Regions from separate parts of the Sus scrofa genome. Here regions 2 and 3 are each linked to region 1. Evidence: chromatin contacts called from public Hi-C and HiChIP or PLAC-seq data. All regions are on one chromosome and are shown on one strand. The core of a region is the stretch at or near the end of the contact, and the rest is flanking DNA. Distances in the headings are between cores, read along the strand shown. Region 1 holds the start of NTMT1 (N-terminal Xaa-Pro-Lys N-methyltransferase 1). Region 2 holds the start of CRAT (carnitine O-acetyltransferase). Region 3 holds the start of SH3GLB2 (endophilin-B2).

Evidence for each region. Hi-C and Micro-C count contacts between places; a contact is called where the count stands out from the background. HiChIP or PLAC-seq counts read pairs in DNA pulled down with a chosen protein or histone mark.
Region 2: an H3K27ac HiChIP or PLAC-seq map of alveolar macrophages shows a contact between it and region 1. The contact joins the promoter of CRAT here to the promoter of NTMT1 in region 1. A contact is called at or near these places in 2 of 5 promoter capture datasets (fetal skeletal muscle and liver), 1 of 47 Hi-C or Micro-C datasets (liver) and 1 of 2 datasets of contacts at active chromatin or transcription factors (alveolar macrophages).
Region 3: a Hi-C map of embryonic fibroblasts shows a contact between it and region 1, with 1.9 times the contacts expected there. The contact joins the promoter of SH3GLB2 here to the promoter of NTMT1 in region 1. A contact is called at or near these places in 2 of 5 promoter capture datasets (fetal liver and skeletal muscle) and 4 of 47 Hi-C or Micro-C datasets (embryonic fibroblasts, heart right ventricle, liver and 1 more).

Annotation. Positions count from the first base shown.
Region 1 is chr1:269,818,323-269,821,913 of Sscrofa11.1, reverse strand. It overlaps NTMT1 (N-terminal Xaa-Pro-Lys N-methyltransferase 1), which reads right to left and starts at 2,140. Exons shown (of 5, transcript NM_001243457.1): 1 at 1,997-2,140. It overlaps C1H9orf50, which reads left to right. Exons shown (of 13, transcript XM_021085475.1): 5 at 1,849-2,066.
Region 2 is chr1:269,399,358-269,402,799 of Sscrofa11.1, reverse strand. CRAT (carnitine O-acetyltransferase) reads left to right here and starts at 1,558. Exons shown (of 14, transcript NM_001113047.1): 1 at 1,558-1,704. The coding sequence starts at 1,678. PTPA (serine/threonine-protein phosphatase 2A activator) reads right to left here and starts at 1,024. Exons shown (of 10, transcript XM_001926077.6): 1 at 714-1,024. The coding sequence starts at 744.
Region 3 is chr1:269,330,553-269,333,755 of Sscrofa11.1, reverse strand. SH3GLB2 (endophilin-B2) reads left to right here and starts at 1,405. Exons shown (of 10, transcript XM_021069904.1): 1 at 1,405-1,645. The coding sequence starts at 1,583.

The DNA of each region.
Region 1 (3,591 bases), core at 891-3,390:
GCGAGGAGACTGCGCATCCTTCATGGCCACCTCTCCCTCCCCTCCAAGGTGTTCAGGGGACAGCCCGGCAGCCACCCAGGATGCAAGGACGAGGCTCTGTGGGCTCATCCCATCCCCTGTTTACAGTCTCCACGAAAAAGCCTGGAAGCAACAGGAGGCAGGAGCCTGCCTGGAGTTACCGCTCCCCTCCTGCACCCTCCCGGACAGGGCCCGTCCCTGGATCTGTGCGGCCAGCAGTTGGACTTAGGAGAATGGCCGGGTGGTCTATGAAAAAGGAGGGAGGGAGAGAGGAAGGAAGACCCCCCAAAAAAACAGGGAGGTGGGGGTGTTTAAAAAACAAGGCTCTGGAGTTCCCATCGTGGATCAGCAGTAATGAACCCAACTAGTGTCCATGAGGATGCAGGTTCGATCCCTGGCATCACTCAGTGGGATAAGGATCTGGCATTGCCGTGAGCTGTGGTGTAGGTCACAGACGCGGCTCAGATCCCGAGTTGTTCTGGCTGTGATGTAGGCTGGCAGCTACAGCCTCCGATTTGACCCCTAACTTCCATATGCCATGGGTGCAGCCCTAAAAAGACAAAAAAAAAAAAAAAAAAAAAGGTTCTGATGGAATCGAACAAACCAGGTCTGAATCTTGGCTCTGCTTCTCATCAGCTGTGTAAACTGAGATAAGACAACACCTCTTAAGTGTCTTTGGGAGGGGGCTGCACTGGTGGCTTACAAAAGTTCCCAGGCCAGGGATGGAAAACTGCACCACAGCAGCAATGACACCAGATCCTTAACCCACTGAGCCGCCAGGGAACTCCAGTGTCTCTATTTATAAAATGGGAATAGCATTACAGACTTTATAGGAAGGCTGTGATGATTAAATGCAGATAAAAAAGCATAAAGGGATCCACGCACAGCTCGGCACATGTTAATCTCAAACTTAAAACTGTCAATTGAGATTCTCATCAATTCTCTTTGCCATGTGTGAAGATCTAAGGAGAAAATACTCCGAAAGGCCCTCTAAACCTTAGAGAGTTGGCCAAACCTCCAGGATTGTTACTGTTACACAGGGTGGTGAATCCAGTGGACTTGGCAGCTCAGCCAATCCACCTAAGCACAGAAACACTGCAGGTTTGGGAGACGCTATCTTTGTGACTCTGTGGCTTCTGGTCTCCACCAAAGCCAGCTACACATACCTCCAACCCTGCCGCCTCCCCTAGTTGACAGAGAAAAAACCCATTCCACTAATGGGGTGGGGCACACACACAGGAAATCAGACCAAGGAGACTTCTAACCCCGGTCAAGGCCCTGGTCCCCTCAGGGTCTCATTCCATCTCACTGTGCAGATTCTATACAACCAGACGCGAGCAGTACTGCCCAGCCCCACCCGCAGGACCTCGGACACTAGCTGTTTCTACCCCTTATTGTGCAGACGGAGAGTCCACACAGTCGACGGGCAGCCAAGCCTGGGCCTTCTGATATGGCAGCCTCTCTGTCCAGGGGCTGACCTTGGCTTCAAGGGCTCTTGGCGGCCGGCTGTCTTTCGAGCGGCGCCTATGCTGAGCCGTGACTGGGGTCGAGTCCAAAGTGAACTATGATAGCAACTCCCATGTGACGGGCACTAAGCTGTGCTCGGCTCGGAGCTGAGCAGTTTACTGAATCCTCGCGCCCACCCTCCCAGCGGGTGCTCGCCTTACCCCTCGGTTTCAGGAAAGTGCCCTCCTTACCCCCCGTTTCTCACAGGGGAAAGTGAGGCTCAGGGAGGGAAAGGGGCTTGGTGCGGCGGGGGCCGGCGTGGGGGAGTGTCCTGCCCAGGCTTCGGGGGGCCTCGGCCTTCCTCACTGCACACCCGGAGCCCAGGAACCGCCTAGGAGCGCGCACGTGGGGCCCAGCCGGCTGGCGCCTGGGTCACGTGGCGAGCCGGGGACTCAGGGCGCCGAGGCAGTTGGGTGCGGGAGCCTCCCCTCTGCCGGCGGCCGCCGCTCCCGCTCCCCCTCGCGCTACTCACCCCGGGCGGGGGCTCCCGGGACCCGGGAGAAGAGGACGAGAAACAGGAAGGGAAGGAGGCGGCGGCAGGGGTGAGCACCCCAGAAGCCCACGGCCGGCTCCGTCAGACCCAGGTCAGAAGCGACACCTCGCGGCGCGCACCGCCTTTGTCCGCTTACGTCACTTCCGGGTGTTGGGGCGGGGCCTCCGAGAGGCCCGCCCCGCGATTGGTTTGCCCCGCCCCGTGGGATCCTGCCCTCACTTGAGATTTGCCTCCTTAAAGAGCCGCAGCACCCACTCTGTTCCCGCTTCCATCTTGCGCACCAGCTCATTTGGTAGCAAGGCTGGACTTTTTTTTTTTTGGTCTTTTCTTTTTGGGTCTTTTTAGGGCCGCACGTGCGGCATATGGAGGTTCCCAGGCTAGGGGTCTACTTGGAGCTCTAGCCTCCGGCCTATGCCACAGCCATGGCAAAGCGGGATCCAAGCCGCGTCTGCAGCCTTCACCATAGCTCACCGCAACGCCGGATCCTTAACCCACTGAGCAAGGCCAGGGACCGAACCCGCAACCTCATGGCTCCTAGTCGGATTTGTTAACCACTGAGCCATGACGGGAACAACATGACTGGACTTTTAAAAAACCGAACGTTCTATGGGTTTTCCACTGGGTAAAAAGAGGGAGAAAAAGCCTCATTCAAGCCTTAATCCCCTTCTGCCAGATAGATGGAATAATTACTCACCTTCCAGGACTCTGAGGGTTAAATCTGTGGGATACCCTGTGTCAAGGGCTCACCTCTGTGCTTGGCGTGAAGTCTCAATAAATAGAAACTGATGCATAATTTTCATCATAATATTCATCTATGTCATAATATTCACAATATTCACCATAGTCTTTTTTTCCTAAACTGACATTTTATCTTCGATTTACAGTGCCTTCCTCTGGGTGTTGCACATAGGAGGTGCTGAAAGTATGCTTGCTCTAATGAAGTGAAAGGGATGATGGGGGTGCGGTACACTGAAAAGCCTCAACCTGGTTTTGAGTCCCCCACATCTGTCCGTGTTATTTGGCATCCTCTCTAGGGAACTCTGGATTTGACTTGGTTGCCTTGGCCTGGGCGCTCCCAAGCTTCATTTTCCATGTCTCTACGGCAAGTGGATAAATCTTAGATAATCTCAGTTGCTGGAGGTGTCTATAATCTTTTGGGGGCAGCTCTGAGCCCAGCTCTTTTAGGGGTGCCTTAAAACCCGCCCCTACCTTTTTCTCCTATTGATGGAAAACTTCCTTCCCTACACCTGGACTCCAAGGCCTTTCCGGGTCTGGCCAGCCTGCTGACCTCAAAAAGCTTCTCGCAGAGTTCTCATCGTGGCTCAGGGGTTAATGAATCTGACTAGTATCCATGAGGATGCAGGTTCAATCCCTGGCCTCGCTCAGTGGGTTAAGGATCAGGCATTGCCATGAGCTGGGTGTAGGTCACAGACGTGACTCGGATCCTGTGTTGCTGTGGCTGTGGTGTAGGCCAGCAGCTACAGCTCCGATTCGACCCCGAGCCTGGGAACCTCTGTATGCTGCAGGTGTGGCCCTAAAAAGAAAAGGAAAAAAGGAAGGAAGGAGGGAGGGAG
Region 2 (3,442 bases), core at 309-2,808, 420 kb after region 1:
CCATAGGCTGCCAGGCGGCCAAAAAAAAAAAGAGAGAGAGAGACAGAGAGAGAAAATCCTTTCCCTGGCCGCTCCATCCCAGCTATTTGAGATGAATTAAAAAGAAACCTCGGTGTAAATAAAAGTTACAGATGGTGAGACCAGAAAGAGACTCAGCTCCTTGCACAACCAGTCTTTCTAAATTAATAGTTTAGACGATCCAGGGCAGTAACTTCTTGGTAACTTCTCAGCCCCTGAATCTCCGGTGCCAGGCCTCCGAGGAGGAGAGGGGAGATGAAAGAGGGGTGGTCAGGGAGTCGGGGAGGCGGGAAAGGGGGTCCGGGCAGGCCCAGGCCCAAGGAGCACCAGGGTCTAATAAAGACAGCAGCCCCCACCCCCGACAGCTTCCCCACTGGGTCAAGAGCTGACAAACACGCGCAGCCCAGACGTGGAAAAGGCCACCGGACCGTCCACCCGACCCTCGGGCGGCTCAAGCTCCCCAAGTCCTGGTATTGCGCCCCTCCCAGCACCCCTTTTGCAGCCCTGGGTTCCTGCCCCCCACCTCCAGGTCCCCCCAGCCCTTCCCCCTCGGGGCCCCAAGAGCGTCGCTCATCTCTCTCAACCGTCGGGCTGCAGAGCCCCCCACCCCCCACGCCATCCCCGCCCCCAGACCCAGCACCGCCCCCGCGTCCCCGCGCCCCCACCCCGCAGCGGCCCGGCCCGTCCCGTCCTACCTGGCGGCGACTGCCGCTCGCCCTCAGCCATCTTCCGCCCGCCAGGAGCCGGCCCGGATGCCTGCAGTCCCCTCTCGCCTTTCACCCCCGCACCTTCCCTGCCCTTCCCGGGCTCCCCTACGCGCTCCGAGCTTTCTGAAGAGAAACGAGCACTGGCTGGCTAGAACCGAAAACCGAGAATTAAAGTCACCCCAGCGAAGACGACCGCCATGTTGGTGCGGGGCACCCAGGGAGCATGCCCAGCAACGGCCGGCTCGCGGCGGTCGCGCTCACTCCGAGGCGGCGGCCATGTTGGTGCGGGGCACCCAGGGAGCATGCGCACCGACGGCCGGCTCGCGGCCCGACGCGCCAACTGCCTGCCGGGAGGGCCCTGGGAGCGCGGCAGCCATGCTTTTGCGGGGCGGTCCCCACCTGTCATCTCGGAGCGTGGCTCTGACCCAATCCCGAGGACTAGTGGAAGACAGTCTCCTGTCGGTATGGTTGTGTTTTCCTAGCACTTTGAGAGCAGCGCTCAAGGACACCAAAGGGACTGAGAGGGGTGCACACCGCTGCCTCCAACAATTTGGACGGCTCATGGAGGCGGGAAAGGGCAAGGTGGACGGCGGGCGCCGCTGTGCGCCTCTTGGGTTCCACCGCCTAGCGGTGAACCCACCTGCAGGGGGCCCGGGCCCCGCCCCCGGCGCCGCCCCCGGCCCCGCCTCCCGGGCCGCCCAGCGCTCGCGGCTAGAGGTCGGCGTTCGCCGCCCGCCGAAGGCCCCGCCCCAAGAGTCCGCCTCCCGCGGGCCGCCTGCCGGCCGCCGCCCGGCGGGGTGGGTGGGCGCGGGGCCGCTTCTACCCGCCGGCGGTGGTGACTCGGCGATCTTGGACCGGAAGGGTCTAGTGGGGACCCACCTACAGCCGCGGCGCGGACTTTGACCAGCGCCTGGGGAGGAGCGGACAGTGTGTCCCTGGGCAGGCCGCCGAGATGTTATCCTTCGCTGCCAGGACCGTGGTGAGTGCGGCGGGGAAACCGGCCTGGTGGACCATGGACGGGACGGGTGGGCCGCGGGCCGAGCCACCCGCGCAGCTGCGCCGGAAAGGGGAGGACACAGGCCGTAGAGGCGACGCGGCCCAGCGGCCGCGGTCCAGTCCGGCCAGCAGCTGCTGGGAAGGGGTCAGCAGGTGGATTAATCCCGTCTGGCAGAGGGAGAGACTGAGGCTCAAGGTCAGAGGCTGGATCGAACCCACACTTTGTGGCGCTAAATTTCAATGACCCGGAAAAGATAACGCCCTGGCCTCAGGCAGCACCTCCACCCGTAGCCAAGGAACCGAGAGAGACCAGGAGTGTCTCTCAGAGATTATTCTCTCACTCACTCACTCACCTGTCCCATGCTCAGCCTGAGCCATTTCTTCCCGGCCAGAGCCACTTCTCCAACTCCCTGCAGTTAGTCACCTTCCCTGGGCTTATCAAACGGCCCCTGGGGAATTGTGTGTGGTCAGAGACACTCCACTGAAGGCATCAAGCTGGGCTGCTCAGAAAGTCCTCCCAACTGGCAGAGGGCGGCAGGTGGCAGCCCCATTCCCCCCCCCCCCCCGCGTGCCACCAGTCTCTTCCTCAACTTGACTTACAGCTACATCCCCCCATCCCTCCGCCCGCCCCCCATCTTCCCAGAGGGCAGCTTGGAGCAGGTGTTGCTGCTGATTCGGATCTCTTTCCTCTCTGCTCCAAGCATATCTCTGTCTGTGTCCCCTTCTATGCCAAGAAGAATGTTTGGCCTCTGCCAGGCCCAGAGGCTCTTGAGATCTTCCAGGATCTTCTAGAGCTCCCCCTTACACCTGCCACCTGATCTGTGTCCACAGCCTCTAGGTCATCTCCCAGGACCTGCTATGTGGCCTGATCTCTTTACTGCCAGGAAAACTGAGGCAAGGAGAGACTTGGCCAGAATCCCTTGGATCTGTTGTCTCCAATCTAGCCCAATCCCAAAACTAGCGTCCTTGATGGATTTTTAATGCCCAAAGTCCTCTCTTTTTTGCGGGGGGGGGGGGGCATGCCTGCAGCATGTGAAATTTCCACACCAGTGATTGAATCCTCAACACAGCATTAACCCAAGCCCCTGCAGTGACAGCGCCGGATCCTTAGAGAACTCCCAAAGTTCTCTGCCCTTGCCTGCCCCCCGCAGCTGATTGAGCCACAGCTCAAGAGAACCAGGCTTTGCTGGGAGGATGGCCCGGAAGGGCCCCAGGAGTCGTGGAGGGAAACGTCCACTTACTGCCCTTTCTCAGCATCTGCGCCTTTGCACCTGCCCAGTTTTCAGGACTATATGCAGGGTTACGGTGTATCCTCAGCAGCCAAGCAGTTTCTGTCCTCCAGCCAAGTTTTCCCTCATCAAACAGGCTTATGCAGATTCTAACAGGTGGATTTTTAATACCCCTTGGCTTGCCTCCCTGGCCCTGGGCCCAGCCAGGGAGGAAAGGTTTCCATGTCTCCTCCTCGGGTACACACCCGCAGCCTTCTCACCTGCTCCCCATTTCTCCCCTTCTGGAAACTAGGGAGGGTGGAACAACGGCTCCAGCGATAGCCAGAACCCGAGAAGCCACCAGAGCCACCACAGCCATCGCCTCTGCCGCCCTCCTGAATCTTGGCTCTTGTCTTCTCTTTCCAGCCCGGGCAAGTGGCTGTCTCTTGCTAGGTTCTGCTCACCCACTTGGTAGCACAGTTAGGCTTAGCGATCCAGCCCAAGGCAGACAGA
Region 3 (3,203 bases), core at 156-2,655, 490 kb after region 1:
CTACAATTTCATGGTTCCTAGTAAGATTCGTTTCCGCTGCTCCACGACGGGAACTCCAACAGGTATCATGAATATTTTTTTCTTTAACATGTGGATACCAAGTGAATGAGCATATTACTATATCGATTTATGGCTGTTGAAAGATGATATGGCTGGATGCTGGCTAAAGGAATCACATAGTCAGCTATAAGCTGACACTGGTAAATAAGTCAATTTATCAAGAGAGATGAATAGAAATACATAGTGAAGACAGAGAAACACATACAAAAAAACACATAGAGGAAGTTCCCTTGTGGCATAACAGGTTAAGGGTTTGTACCCACATGCAGTGTATACGGCCAAAAAACAAACCACTAGAGATGATAACTGCAGGTGTGTGATATGAAAGTTGATGGTGGCTCCAAGTAGATAATAATGAAGATCAATAGTTCTGAACCTAGGGTACACATTTAAGTCACCTGGAAGCTTTTCAAAACTCCACCTGCCAGGCCCCAACTGCACTGAGAGAACCAGGGCTGGGAGTAAGGCCAGGGTCTGGATTTTTAATAAGCCCACAGGTGCCTTGAAGCTTACCCTGCGCAGGCAGGCAGTAGGTGATGGGGAACTGGTGCAAGTGCAAGGAGATAAAGCCAGGAATCCAGGGGACAGAGCAGAGAGGAAAGTTTATCAGTTCAGGAAAAGGGCTCACACCTGGGTTAGAAGAGGAAGCCTAGAGATAGCCTTCCACAAGAGCGGTGGAAACAGGCAACGAGCCCCTTCCAAGCCCCATGGGAGGGAGGCGTGAAGTGCAGGCCGTCCTTTTGCCTGTCTGGAGCGGTGAGGGGCTGGTTCAAGGTCAGCAGGCATCCATGCCTGGAGGTTAGTGGGTTCCCCCACCTGGGCAGAATGAAGACTCTCTCCCCTTTCCCTCCCTTTAACCGCCTTCCCCACGCCCTCCTCCAACTTTGGGGAACCACAGAGTTTCCAGGGGCCAAACAGCCATTGTCCAGCGGTGGAGGACGAGTCCCCAGCCGGCCTGTCCCCTGGCTCGGTTGTTCTTAGTGTCACCAGGGTAGGGCAGAAGAGGAGAGGGGGCTAGAGAGATCAAGGTGACGGCCGGGGGCACAGAGATATCCAGGGCAAAAGAGGCCGAGCAATAGGGAGACAGAGGACCCAGGAGGCGAAAAGGATGTGAACGGACTAACGGAGAAAAAGAGGAACAAATAGGTCGGGGCGGAGGGTGGGGAGCGGGGGTTGGAGTGGCCGGCACAGGACGAGGAACCGAGAGAGGATAAAATCCCGGCGGGCTGCAGGGGGCAGCCGCGAACAGCCTTGGGCAAGGTCTCCACCGCCCCGCCCCGCCCCGCCCCTCGCCCCGCCCCTCGGCGCGGCTCCTCCCCCGCGGCCCGCGCCCCGCCTTGCGCGCTCCGGCAGGCTCAGCGGCGGTGGCGGCGGTGGCGGCGGCTGGGACTGGCGCGCGTAGGGCCGGCGCACCGGCAGCAGGTGGGCGCGGTGCGGGCCGGCGGCGGCGGCGGCGGCGGCAGTGGGCCTGGAGGCTGTCGGGCGGCGCTCGGTTCGGGCGCAGCCGGCCTTGCGGAGCACCATGGACTTCAACATGAAGAAGCTGGCATCGGACGCGGGCATCTTCTTCACCCGGGCCGTGCAGGTGAGGCCGTGCGCCCTGGGCCCCGTGCGGCCGGCGGCGCCCCAGCAGCAGAGTCCGGGCCACGGGAGAAGGCCCTCGCGGCCGCCGCCCCTTCCCCGCTGCGGGGGTCGCCCTAGCCCCCCACCGCCCCTCCTCCTGCGCTGTCCAGTAGCTAGAAAGAGCCCGGGGCGGCCGGCCACACTGGCCGCACCCTCAGCGTGGCCCGGGGCCGGGGAATGAGCCGGACCTCGGCCCTGCTGCCTGGCGGGGAGGCGTCAGCCTCCACCATTTCGACCGGCCGGCCGGCTGGCCGGGTTATCCGCTGACCTGGTGTCTGTCTGCCCCGGCTCCGGTGGGGGCTCTTTTGAGGAGGGCAGAGGGCACCAGGCGGCCCTTGCCTTCCTGCCCTTGCTCAGCAGTGACTCTGATTCCCAGCAGGCGTTTGGAGGCCCGAGTTCCAGGCCCAAGGACTCGTGCACCCTCCCTGACCCCTTCTCTGAGCCTCACTGGTGCACCTGTGCAATGGGCTGGTGGTTCTGATTCCCTCAGGCCCCTTTTGCACGCTTGGCTAGTCAGTCCGGAAGCCAGAAAGGCTGGGATTATTTCCTTTCTGCTCCCTGGGAGGCCTGCTTCCTCTTATGTCCCTGGGCCTGGGGGGATGGGGAAAGGGCCAGGGTTTGGCTCCCATGCCCTCCTTGGGGGAAGCTGCGATGCTGAGATTAGAACAAGTCCTACCCACCTTGTTAGGGACAAAGAGAGAAACTAAGGCAGCTTTTCATGTAATGGCGAAGACCAGGAGTTAGCTGTGGGTGTGGCGTCCCCTCCTGTGACTTTGAGGTGGTGATGGGGGCTCCACCTCGCTGGGCCTCAGTTTTTCAATCTGAAAAATGGCCTTAGCAATCCCCCTACCCTCCCAGCATGGAGGTGTCCCTGTCCCAGGCACTCTGCATGGACGTGCACACGAAAGGTAAGTCACTCTTGGTGTAACGTGGTTAGCGTTGTACCCGTGCAGCACGTGACCTTGGGGCAAGTCACTTCTCTCGGAACCGCCGTGTCCCCTTCTGTCAATTGGGTGTCACACCATGTCTGCCTCCAAGGGTGACTGCAGTCGCAGCGTTCCGGGAACAGGTCCTGTTGTTTGTCCTTGGCCTGGTTGTTGGTTCTCTGGAAGAGCCCAGCCCGTGTGCCCATGTTTACTAGAAAGCACAGTATCCGTTGAGAATTAATGCCCTAGGGGGGGTTGCTGCTCCATGTTCTAAGCCCTGTGGGTGACCCCCACCCTACTGGGGATGCCAGGAGCCTGGAGCCCCTTGGCGAGTGCCAGTTCATCCAGAAGGCAAAAAATCTTCCCCACTGTTGGTATGGCAACCGCTTTATCTCCCACATCTGGTAAGAACCTGATCTGCCAGTTTCCTGCAACTGTGGGGCCCTAGCACCTGATCTGGCCAGGCCTGCAGAGCCTGGGGTATGTGGGGAGGCTTGGGCCCTGTGGCCTAAGGTTGCCTGGTGGGAGCAGGCCCAGTGGGTGGCCCATACTGGAGTGGGAGCGAGTGCCCAGGCCCCAGCCTCCAGGGTGGAG